Regions from separate parts of the Mus musculus genome. Here region 1 is linked to region 2. Evidence: chromatin contacts called from public promoter capture Hi-C data. All regions are on one chromosome and are shown on one strand. The core of a region is the stretch at or near the end of the contact, and the rest is flanking DNA. Distances in the headings are between cores, read along the strand shown. Region 1 holds the start of Mis18a (MIS18 kinetochore protein A). Region 2 overlaps Hunk (hormonally upregulated Neu-associated kinase).

Region 1 (3,225 bases), core at 22-2,521, 240 kb before region 2:
ATGCTAAGAGTATGGCCAGGTAGCATCAGGGTCTACAGCAGGGTCCCACTGCTTTGCTGTAATCTGCCTATTGGTGTACCTTCCAGTGTATTTGCAAAGTCTGTTGGTTTATGGTATTCTTTGCTCCGTTCCGTCTTGGCACACCTCAAGCAGGACCACAGGATTCCTGGCGGTTAAAGGTCGATACGCCTCAGGGACTTGTTGAAATAGGTTCCAAAAGGAGTCATTTCTTTGCCTCTGGGCTGGGCTGTTATCCTAGCATGTGGGAGGCTGAAGCAGGAGGATCACTGTGGGTGAGCTACATAATGAATTCCTGGGCAGCCTGGACAAAAAAAAAAAAAAAAAGATTCAAAAAACAGAAAGTCAAAATCATATTCAGAGAAGGCAAAATAGCCTTTCTAGTTTCCAGCCTGGTACCACCTCGGTCAGGTCAACGACTTAGGATTTGAAACTTTTTGCTAGTGGCCAGAGATACGAAAATAGGTGGTAAGTGTGATGTAGTTTAGTGAAGCGAACTGGGTAGTGTGACTGGGGGGGGGGGGGGGGGGGAGGGGGATATGGTGGTCTTTGCGTGTTGTTTCTTACTGATGCATCCAGGCTGTTCGTGGTGGCGCGCCTTCCCTCTAGCCTGTGGTCTTTGAAATCAAAAGCTGACTTTCTTTAGACTGACCGTCCTTCCCGCCCTGGAGTAGGGTGAACCATACTCTGACCCAGACACACGCCCACTCTGTAGCCACAGCGATGCTGTCCCCTCCAGCTTCTCATATTTTTTCCTTGCAGTGCTAGTCTCAGTAACGCTGGGTCCTTGAGGCAGGGGGCGTCTTTGGCTCGCCACAGACCCCTGTTTTTTTCTAGATGTAGGAAAGCGGGTCTCCGGGAGCAGACGGGCTAGAATCAGAGATGTGACTTGCAGTACACCGCTTGGAATTCCTGGGTCCACTTTCGGCTCCGTGAAGATGGGTCTGCTTACCCAGCACGGGCATGCCCGCTAACAGTGTGGAGGAACTAGGTGAGCTGCTACTCATTTAATTCGAAGCCTTCAACTTTCTCAGCAGCGGCGGAAGGAGCTGAAATGCCCGCAGATAGCACCCCAGCACCCCAGTTCACCAGCTTTCGCTCAGGAAGACCGCAGGACGCAAGCGCAGTGAGCGCGGCTCGCGCGCCGGTCAGATGGCGAGCATGCGCCTTCGATGCAGTCGGGCCCTTCTTCAGGTCCCACCCCTTCGGGCGGTGCCCCGCCTCTTGCACCTTGCGCATGCGCAGAGGTATTATTCCCGTGAGGTTCCGGGGCGCGGCAAATTCGTATGTCATGGCTGCTTCCTGGTCTCTGGGATGTTCCTTGACCGCTTGTGGTTAAAACCGCCTGGCTATGTCGAGCGAGTCCCCCCTGCTGGAGAAGCGTCTGTCGGAAGACTCGAGCCGCTACCTGCGGCTGCAGAAGTGGGCAAACATGTCGAGCGCAGACGCGTTAGGGCTAGAGAAGGAACGGCCTGAGGAGAAGGCGGCCGCGGCGGAGAACCCGCTGGTGTTCCTTTGTGCCCGCTGTCGCCGGCCACTGGGCGACTCGCTCACCTGGGTGGCCAGCCAGGAGGACACCAACTGCATCCTGTTGCGCAGTCAGTTCGGGCCGCCCTCCTGCGTCGGGGTTTCCTGGGGCTGCGGGGGCTGGGGTGGGGACGAGAGCTGTCCCAGCAAACCGCAGGAGAGGCGTCCCTGTGGGTGGCTCACGAGTGACAAGTTTTTTCCTGGGTCTTCCATGCCCCCCAAGGGCAGCGGTTGAGCGTCATCCTGACGTTTTAGGAAGGTGCTTCCTTCAGGGGAGTGTTTTCACATCTGACGGACTCTGTCAGCTGCTTTGGGGACTTAGCTTAGTGTCCTTGGGCAGTCTGTTCAACTGCTTGTGCCTCAAGTTTCTCGTCTCCAAAACGAGGGATAATGATGGGATAACGGGGACGATTAAATAAGTGTATGGTATATGGCCACAGAGTAGGCGATGTCTTTACTGGGTGAGTCCCAATGCTCTTCGCTGGGTCATTTTGTTTATCTCTTAACCCCACTGGTTTTCAGAAAAGGATGTGAAGTAATCCTTGTTCCACCTCTTCTCCCAGAAGGCCCCCATCCCTTTAGTGCTGAACCACGGGAGTACCCCACTTCCCACCAGTCTTTGGGCTCTTTTTTTCCCCTAGTCCTCTAAAATACAAGTTAAAGTTGAGTTAAAAGTTCCTGTCTGCAGGTGTGTAACAACAAACCACACTAACAAAGTGTTGCGACTCTCTTTCCAGGCGTCTCCTGTAACGTCTCTGTGGATAAGGAACCGAAACTGTCCAAGTGCAGAGATGAAGACGGTTGGTAAGTAAGATATTTATGTGAATATGTGAGAGAAAATTTTATTTTATTTATTTATTTTTGGTTTTTCGAGACAGGGTTTCTCTGTATAGCCCTGCCTGTCCTGGAACTCACTTTGTAGACCAGGCTGGCCTCGAACTCAGAAATCAGCCTGCCTCTGCCTCCCGAGTGCTGGGATTAAAGGCGTGCGCCACCACGCCCGGCTGAAAACTTTAATTTTAAGGAAAAATCTTCTACCGACCGTTCTGTGAGATTGCTTGAGATATAACTTTTCATGGTAATTGAATGCATTGAAAAGAAGAAAGGATCCATTATTTGATGGTGATAGCCCCTTAAGATCGGAAAGTGGGAGTTTCTAAGATTCTGAAAGTGTATTTAACACTGATTTTTAGGGCTCTGAGTTTGGTGCCAAAGAAAATGGAAAGTAAAGCAGAAAATATCTATCTTAAAATCTCCAAGTTGAAAGTGTCCTATTCCTGTCCCAGTGCTGCCTGTCTCTTCCTTGTACTGGCAGACAGAAAATACTAATACAGAGCCCACACCCACAGCTGACTGGGCTACGCAGACAGGCCATCTGTGGCTGTAAGTCACTAGTCCCAGGTTCCATGTGCTGGGGCCGAGGGGACAGATAACTTGTCACGGCTGACTACTAACTAGTGTTGGCAAGTGCTGTCCTCAGCAGACTGAGTAGAAAGCTCTGCCTTTTATGTTTGCTACCCCAGAGAGGAGCCGTGTCTTGCTGAGGTGTAGAAACTAGTTCAGGTAGTACCTCAATCAGAGAATCAAGAGGTGGGACTGACTTGAAGGTTTTAATAATGGTTTTAGTAATATTCGAATATAAGTGTTATAGAAACTGGCAGGGAAATTGCATTGACATTG
Region 2 (3,028 bases), core at 382-2,881:
TCTGAAGGAACTAAGGAGCAAAAAAGCCAGAGTTTTAAAGACCTACTGTGTGCTTTGAAGTATTGCCATGGTTAAGCATGGTCGTGCAGACCTATGATTTCGTTATTCTGAGGCTGAGCAAGGAGGATTTCAAGTTCAAGGCCAGCCTGACCTACATAGTGAGACCTGGCTGGGGTTAATCGTAACCTTCAACTTGATTGGATTGAGCAACGTGTAGGGGCTTTACAGAGCCTGCTCCTGGGGGTGTCTATGAGGGCAAATCCTGATCTTATCTATGTATCAGTTGATGGTCTCAAAACTGGAAAGGATGGTTAGGGAAGAGGTGAAATTTAGGGAGGCAGGGCTTGGTTGAGAGAAAGGCCACTGAGTGTGTGTTATTTGCAGTTATATTTTGCTTTGGCCTCTTTCCTAATATCTATTTGCTTCCATCCGCTATGATATGACCAGCTCTGCTCTGCCCTGACCCCTATGGTCTGAAAACTCTGAAATCAGAAGCAAAATAATTTATCCTATAAGTTGTTTTTTCATATGGATAGCACAACAGTGAAAAATTCCAAATAAACCATGTCTCAAAATACTAAATCCATCCCTCCATCCTTCCATCAATCCGTCCATCCATCCATCCATACATGCATACATACATATATACATACATATACATCACCAAGTGGTACCCTGAGATGCTAACTGCATCAGAGACTTGGCAAACACAGAGATGGCTGCTTTCATTTAACAGGAGACCCAGCATGTTTAGTCTAAACACTAAAGAGCCAGAGAAGTCCTGGTGAGTTCCTAACCCTCACTATAGTCTAAGCATGGGAGCACTTATGTACAGACCTAAAACCCGCCTGGATATTGCCATTTTTTTGAGCTGTAGATTTTATCTCTACAGAACCAGATCCTAATCCCTCTAATGGGAGTGGACTCGACTGTTTGATTTGCCTTCAGCCCCACAGTCTCTGGCATTGAGCCAGGCACTTAGACCCAGCATTATAAGCAGCAACCGGGAGGGAGAAAGGGTCAGTGGAAACTGAACTGATTAAAATTAATTGAGTTCAAGTTTCTGGGAACAGTGGAGCCACTAAGCAACTGCAGAAGGAGAAATCCTTTCTCTGGCCCTGATGACGACACTCGTATTTACTGTTAAACCTGGGCAAGGCATCCCTGATCTTGCCCTGGGTGAGGGGAAGGCAGCTTTCTACATTTTTCCCCCTTTAAGCTGAACAGTATTTTTAATTTGAGGGAGCTCATCAATGTTTCATTTATGTGCTGACGAGCTTTGCGAGGAAGTGGCCCTTGGCACTTTCACCAACGTGCCCTTCCCGACAAGGATGCCCGGTTCCTTTGCAGAGAGCTCGTTGTGCAGAGACAGGAAGTGAGGATGTGGGGTCCTCAGTGCCACTCCCAGGGATAGAAACACCGGGGAGAGATAACCCTTAACCAGTGAGGGGGTGAGAAGTAAGGAGAGCGGCTCACATAGATACTACAGGCTCCTTCCTCAGCCGCCGCCGCTGCCATTACTAAGGTCACAGGAAGCCTGTGATGAGGGACGAGCCTGGGATGGTCCAGGGACTCCTCCTGAACTGACTGAAAACTCAGTGATTCACAGCCCTCATCGGTACTATGAACTCCACATGGCCTAGGATAGGGTCAGGTGGTGGCAGCTGGAAGAGACTTGGTTACTGTAGGAGCAGCCTCCCAATAAAAGACTCTCCGCTGTACTTCCAAACACACGGTCCCTTCCACCACACTGTGATGCAGCGAGAAGGCCCTCCCTCTGCAGACACTGGCATCCAGAAATGTAAGAAATGAACCTCTGTTGTTCATAAATTATCTGGTCTCGGGCATTCTACTGTTAACAGAAAATGCACCAAGACATCCAGATTGCTACAAGGTGTGTTCCAAGTGACCATGGGAAGGCAGGCAGGAGATAATCACAGGTCTCTACTGCTCTCTGCCCCTCTGTTTCTATGAAACACAAATGGTCCACATTCTACCTTTTCTAAAGCAAAGGAGAACAAGCTTTTATAGCAAATGCACAGACAGACAGACAGATGGACAGACACACATACACACAGAGCCATGTGAATGCATATAGACACAAATAGAACAACACACAAACAGAACACACACACATACACAGACAGACAGAGCCACTTAGATACACACACAGATAGACACATATAGACCCAAGCAGATACACAGGCAGCACACACAAACACAGATGGGCAGATAGACACACACACACACACACACACACACACACACACACACCTACAGACCTCTATGGAGCTTGAAAGAGGGTATGATAGGTTTGCCCTGAAAAGTCTAAAGGAACTTCTTCCGTTCTTTTTACTTTTTCTTTTTTACTCTTTCTGTTCATCTGCAAAGTCACCATTTCTATCCGTTCCTACCTCAAGGGGGGGGGGAGAAAAATAAACCTGATGAGATACACTGTTGCAATGCACTTTAAAATAAAACTTGATAAAAAAAAAGATCAAATTGCATTCACCCCATTTTAGAACATGAGAGGGAGAGGGAGAGGAAGGGGGAGGGGGAGGAGGAGAGGGAGAGGGAGAGGGAGAGGGAGAGGGAGAGGGAGAGAGGGAGAGGGAGAGGGAGAGGGAGAGAGGGAGAGGGAGAGAGCGAGCAGCAAAGGCTCCTTCAGACCGCTCTGTACCCCAGGCACAGGTGGGCAGCCAGCAGCTGTGGGAGACTACTGTGGCTCCTTTCCAGTCCCCTTTGGGGGTTTCCATGGTTTAAGAATCAGGTTATGAAAGCTCTAGGGCCAGTCTCACTTCAGACTGAACTTAGTAGCAAGAAGTAGGTAAGATGTGGGCGTCTGCTGGAGAGGGAGGCCAAGGCTGCTGGCCTGTAAGGACAAGTTCCTGTGCTCAAGGGAGGGACACTTGGCAATGAGGAGAGGGCCTCATTGTGTGAAGGGGAAACCGCTTGCAGGCCAAACACCTCCAGATAGCCCTGCTAAGGCCATCCTTGTTGGACTTGTGCCCCAGCATGCCCCACAAAC

The links. Promoter capture Hi-C pulls out the DNA fragments that hold promoters and counts their contacts.
Region 1: a contact with region 2 is called in a promoter capture Hi-C map of maxillary cranial neural crest, with 7 times the contacts expected there. The contact joins the promoter of Mis18a here to the enhancer-like site in region 2. A contact is called at or near these places in 6 of 39 promoter capture datasets (cranial neural crest, frontonasal cranial neural crest, hippocampal neurons and 3 more), 11 of 484 Hi-C or Micro-C datasets (CD8 T cells, the N1E-115 cell line, cerebral cortex and 5 more), 9 of 115 datasets of contacts at active chromatin or transcription factors (SST interneurons, VIP interneurons, embryonic basal ganglia and 6 more) and 1 of 9 other capture datasets (adipose tissue).

Annotation. Positions count from the first base shown.
Region 1 is chr16:90,725,417-90,728,641 of GRCm38.p6, reverse strand. Mis18a (MIS18 kinetochore protein A) reads left to right here and starts at 1,271. Exons shown (of 5, transcript NM_025642.1): 1 at 1,271-1,616; 2 at 2,283-2,349. The coding sequence starts at 1,370. It overlaps Gm17518 (a long non-coding RNA gene), which reads right to left and starts at 1,222. Exons shown (of 2, transcript XR_876238.3): 1 at 971-1,222; 2 at 1-322.
Region 2 is chr16:90,490,099-90,493,126 of GRCm38.p6, reverse strand. All of the region lies in intron 9 of Hunk (hormonally upregulated Neu-associated kinase), which reads right to left. Among named protein-coding and RNA genes, the nearest start is that of Gm35882, 17 kb to the left of the region's middle. Within about 2 kb of position 1,631, at least 29 of the 459 cell types and tissues checked have an H3K27ac peak or open chromatin away from gene starts, as enhancers often do. A contact at or near this core is called in the N1E-115 cell line, embryonic basal ganglia and forebrain, where this site is marked.